2 separate regions of the Ovis aries genome follow, and region 1 is linked to region 2. A link is a contact called in public Hi-C data. All regions are on one chromosome and are shown on one strand. The core of a region is the stretch at or near the end of the contact, and the rest is flanking DNA. Distances in the headings are between cores, read along the strand shown.

What was found. A called contact is a pair of places that touch in the nucleus more often than the background predicts.
Region 1: a contact with region 2 is called in a Hi-C map of tail adipose tissue, with 6 times the contacts expected there. The contact joins the enhancer-like site here to the promoter of DNAH6 in region 2. A contact is called at or near these places in 8 of 16 Hi-C or Micro-C datasets (blood, liver, mesenteric adipose tissue and 4 more).

Annotation. Positions count from the first base shown.
Region 1 is chr3:56,790,860-56,793,611 of ARS-UI_Ramb_v3.0, reverse strand. No RefSeq gene overlaps it. Among named protein-coding and RNA genes, the nearest start is that of TRNAF-GAA, 14 kb to the left of the region's middle. Within about 2 kb of position 1,466, at least 19 of the 54 cell types and tissues checked have an H3K27ac peak or open chromatin away from gene starts, as enhancers often do. A contact at or near this core is called in liver and tail adipose tissue, where this site is marked.
Region 2 is chr3:56,368,323-56,371,022 of ARS-UI_Ramb_v3.0, reverse strand. It overlaps DNAH6 (dynein axonemal heavy chain 6), which reads right to left and starts at 1,440. Exons shown (of 77, transcript XM_004005864.5): 1 at 1,379-1,440.

The DNA.
Region 1 (2,752 bases), core at 217-2,716, 420 kb before region 2:
ATGTGTCTGGGTTTGGGACTCTACCCACTTAGATCAGGCTTGTGTTGAGAGAGGCCCAATTCACACGTGTGAGTGTGGGTGGAAAAGCAGCTTTGGAAAGGAAGAGAAGCCCCACAGTAGACCGTGCCAAGGCCCCGTGACTGTACCAACACTCGCTTGTCAGGGTCCTTTGAAAACCACCTCTAGGGAAGTTAGTTGCAGCTCCGTCTACTTCTAAATGCCTCTCAAGCTTAAAGGTAAACAAGCTATGCAGTGTTTGTTGAATAAGAATGTGTAGAGAGCAGAGATCTTATAGGGAAGCTCGCTGGAAAATAGGAGACCTCCTGAGAACCCAAACTTAACTCCAAAGTTGAGTCAAAGCAGGAGGTCAAGCGCTCATAAAGGATCCTCCACCCTCAACCCTCGCACCAGTGTGAACTGTTTGGGGAATATGAAGGAGGTCAGTTGTGATCAGAGAAGAGGGAATGTGTTAAATTTGTTGTTTCTGGCCTTTAGGCTGTTTAGTTGGTCAGTTGTGTCCAACTCTTTGTGACTGGGGACTGTAGCCTGCCAGGCTCCTCTGTCCATAGGATTTCCCAGGCAAGGATACTGGAGCGGGTTGCCATTTCCTTCTCCAGGGTTCCTGATCCAGGGATCGAATTCACATCTTCTGCATTATAGGCTGATTCTTTACCACTGAGCCACCTGGGGAAGCCCGCAGATACTACACTACTTTCTGGATTTTTTTTTTTTTTTTTTTTTCTGCTTTGCTGGAGACCTGAAACAGAATTGGAACAAAATACAGAAACGTGTCCCACTTCTCTACGGCTACTCCAGAAATGGCCACAAGATGGCGCTCGTTCCCTCTTTAGGGGTCTTCAGTGTTCCATCCGCCCAGTAGCCACCACTTGCGCCCTGTTGTACCCGGAACCTGCTTGTGGCTGCCTGCAGGCTGGTGGTTTGACTTCTTTCGTGTCCCTCCAATCTTGCATGAAAGAAGTCTGCTCTCCTGCACTGGGAGCCCGGAGTCTTAACCACTGGACCGCCAGGGAAGCCCTTCAGAACTTTTTTAAACATTGTGCTGGCCTAAAACTGCATATCTCCAAGCCACTTATATTTAAAATGTCTGGCCCAGGATAAAACCTGAATTCCCCAGTATGGCCCTGGGGACCCTTCACAGCTATCCCCGCCCTCCTTTTCCATCCCCATCTCAAGCACTTAGGCTCTAGGCAGACCCAACACGCCCTCCACAGCCTTCGCCCTGGACGCAAATCCGTTGTCCAGAAAGCCCCTGCTCCAGCGTTCCCGCTCCTCCGCTGGCTTGTGGGGTCCTCACAGGCCGAGACAGGACCGCTGCCTAGCTTCACTCCAAGGGGCAACTTTCCACTGGACTCTGTCAGAACGGTGTCCCCCGGGGCAAGTTGTGCAACGTCGCCGCCGGCACGGAGCCGGCTCTCGGCGTGACACGTTACCGGGCTCGCTCAGTCTGTGGCCGCCTCCACGGCCCGCCGCCAGTCGGCGCTCATCCTCCCCTCGGGGGCTCTGCGGCGGCCGAAGACCACGGAGGCAGGTCTGTGGCGCTTTTGAATCTCAAGCCGCCCTTTGCCCTTCATGGCCCTAGAGCCCTGAGCCCACCAGAGACCGGACTTAGGGTACATTCCCCTCCCTTCTGCCCCGTGGTTGGTTCTAAACACCCCCAGGCTCAATTCGTTTCCATGTGGACGCTGGTGCTGACTCAAGAACTTGTTTTTGGAGTCATCAGACCCTCTCATGATGCTCGAATTGACAGTGCCAGCCCTGCACGTTCCACTTGCCTACACCAGCCCTGTATCCCCCGGGGGTGGCCAGGCTTGAGGAAGTGGACTAAGTGGACTGGCACCTAGATAGGCCAGGCAGACACCCCAACTCCCCACCCCCAGAGTGTGACCGAGGGGTTCTGGAAAGACCCTGTTAGCACTCTGAGCAGGCCGGCAGAAGGGGGAGACGCAGCCATGGGGGAGCTTCCAACAGCCGGGAACCTCCAGGCGAGCTGAGCATAAGCAATGGGACAGCCTTGTCTAAAGGGCCATTCATCTGCCTTGTGTCTATGTTCTGTGAAGTGAAAGTGTTGGTTGCTCAGTCGTCTCTGACTCTTTGGGACCCCATGGACTGTAGCCTGCCAGGAGTCTCTGTCCACGGAATTCTCCAGGGGAGAAAACTGGAGTGGGTAACCATTACCTTATCCAGGGGATCTTCTCCACCCAGGGATCAAACCCTCCTCGTCCTGCAGGAGGATTCTTTACCATCTGAGTCACCAGGGAAGCCTTTCTATGGCCTTTAAGACCTCTAGAATTTCTAAAAAGAAGGGGCTAGGCAGCGATCTGTTTGGAAGAGGGTGGCCTATGGCATGGGAATGAGGGAGGCACCTACAGACTTGCTTTGCAAGGATCCCCTTTTGCAGCTTAATAAAAAGAATAAGATTTTCTAGCATTGTTTTTGGAGAAGGCAATGGCACCCCACTCCAGCACTCTTGCCTGGAAAATCCCATGGACGGAGGAGCCTGGTGGACCACAGTCCATGGGGTGGCTAAGAGTCGGACACGACTGAGTGACTTCACTTTCACTTTTCACTTTCATGCATTGGAGAAGGAAATGGCAACCCACTCCAGTGTTTCTTGCCTGGAGAATCCCAGGGACGGGGGAGCCTCATGGGCTGTGGTCTATGCGGTCACACAGAGTCAGACACGACTGAAGCGACTTGGCAGCAGCAGCAGCAGCAGCAGCATTGTTTTTAT
Region 2 (2,700 bases), core at 191-2,690:
CCAGGGGATCTTCCCGACCCAAGGATGGAACCCATCCATCTCTCCTGCATTAGCTGGCAGGTTCTTTACCACTAAGTGCCAGCTGGGAAGCCCACTAGTCCAGATTTGGAAGGATGAATAGAAATGAAATCATAGTGAGATTCTTTCTCACACTTGAGTGTGCAAAATATTTCTGAGGGTGGCAGTGGTGTTCAAAAGAAAGGTAATTCTAACACAGGCAATCTGAGATATCTAGCCTAGATACTTACAGATAAACCAAATAAAGGGGGAAAAAAAGAGTTGATGGCTAAATCATAAAATAGTGCTTTGGGGGATTTTATGAAGATGAGAATCACTTGAGAAGCTTGTGAAAAAGCAGATTCTAATTCATAAACTTTGAGTAGCAAGGCCCCAGAATACTAGAACTATCAGTCTTTTGTAATGGTCTTGTACTTTCACCAACACTCACACTCCAGTCCCATCACATGGATGGAAATACTTTTCTTAAAAACAGTATTATCACACACAAGGTCTTAAACCAGGTGTCAGCAGGTCCAGGTTTTAGTCTAGAACAGCACTGGCCAATCAAAATATAATGCAAATCTCCTACATAATTAAAAAATTTTAAGTAACCATATTTAAAAACAAAAAGGAACATAAAAAGAATTTTTTACCTTTTTATTTTGTATTAGGGTATAGCCAATTAACAAACAATGTTGTGATAGTTTCAGGTGGACAGTGAAAGGACTCAGCCATACATATACATGTTTTCATTCTTACTCAAACTCCTCTCCCATCCAGGCTGCCATGTAACATTGAGCAGAGTTCCCTGTGTTATACAGTAGGTCCTTGGTTGTTATCCATGGTAAATATAGCAGTATGTACATGTCTTCATCCCAGCTTCTCCCTCACTACCCCTTTCCCCCATGCTTCCCCCTGGCAAACATAGAGTTCCTTTTCTAAGTCTGCGAGTTAAAAATAAATTAATTTTAATAATGTTTTTTATTTAATATAACTAAAATATTATCATTTCAACATATAATCAGTATAAACTTTGTTAATGTGATAGTTTTATTTTTTGTTACTACATCGGGGAATTATTTCACCTTTAGGAAACATTTTAATTCAGAAGAGGCTCACCCCCTTCCCCGTGTGGCTAGTGGCTACCATATTGAAACAGGTCCAGATCTGACCACTCAGTGAGAGATCTTGAACAAGTCTCTTGGTATCTCTAGTGCTCAGTTTCCAGCTCTGTAAACTGGTAGGTAGGTAGTAGGTATCATTAAAATGTGACTTTCTCTGCCTCTCTGTGCCTTTCCTTCTATACTCCAAAGGTCACGCTGAGTCTCTTGCCTAGAAGTCGTAGTTCAGCCCCACAGCTCGATTCCTCAGGACTCACCAAGTCAGGCTAGAGAAGCAGCCGCCTCTGAGGGTCTCCTGAGACAGAGCAAAGACAGATCTGGGAGTAGAAAGTTGTCTCTTAAGCCTAGACTGTTTCCCGTTGCCTAGCAGCCACCGGGCCTCCACTGATGCTTACTGCGCCTGTGCGCGATCTGTCGCCACTGGCAACCCCTCAGCCAACTGCTGCTCAGATTCTGAGTCCGGGACTGTGCTGGGCAATCGAGCCAATTACCGTCTCGGAATGTTTTCTTCGTCGCTGTTTGGTGGAGAGCCAGCACTAGACCTGCCGGCTCTTGAGGGCTAGGCTGGAAGGCGGTGCAACCGAAGAAGTTGGTAACGTCTGCTTGTTCCTTCGCTTGTCAGCGGCTCCCGCTCACGACCCCTCCCTCCTCCAGTAGTGTTTTCTGTTGCTCTTCAAGAGGTTTGAGACTGCCTGACATTCGCTTTAATCCAGCTTCGTCTGGTTGGAAGAATCAAGTGCTTTTGTAGACAGTTCAGGCCCCGCTCTCCGAGAGAGCGACCGTCCTGCATCTCTGTCCCACCCATTGACCTCTTTCCAACAGTGTCCTAAAACACTAGGAATGCGGGCTCTTCCCCTCAACCTCCACCCTGTCCTTTCTACTTATGTTCTTTTCTACCTGAAAGGTAATTTAGCGTCCTCAGTGTCAGGCATAGCAAGCCAATATTACTTGGTCTCTGCACTATATTCACCAAAACAGACCCTGGATCTTGCATGGTCTTTGCGTGCGTGCTAAGTCATTTCAGTCGTGCCTGACTCTCAGACTCCATGAACTGTAGCCCTCCAGGCTCCTCTGTCCATGGGATTCTTCAGGCAAGAATACTGGAGTGGGTTGCCGCGCGCTCCTCCAGGGGATCCTCCCCACCCAGGGACTGAACCTGTATCTCTTAGCTCTCTCCTACATTAGCAGGGGGGTTTTCTACCACTAGTGGCACCTAGGAAGCCCCTATGGCTTTTAGACCCACCTATTAAGGTGGTGCAGTGGTAAAGAATCCGCTTGTCAGTGGAGAAGATTCAAAGTGAAGGGTTCGATCCCTAGATGGGGAAGATCCCCTGGAGGAGAAAATGTCAACTTGTGGCAGTATTCTTGCCTGGGAAATCCAATAGACAGATGAACCAGACGGATTCCAGTTCATGCGGTCGCAAAAGAGTCAGACAGGACTGAGGAATTAAATACACAACAAACAAGTCTCCAATGACTGCTGGCAATGCTATATGGAAGCAGCCCCACAGATGCCCCATGCAGGTGCTTACTTCCCCATGCAGGTGCTTACTTTAGATGCCTTATCCCAGTCAGTGAT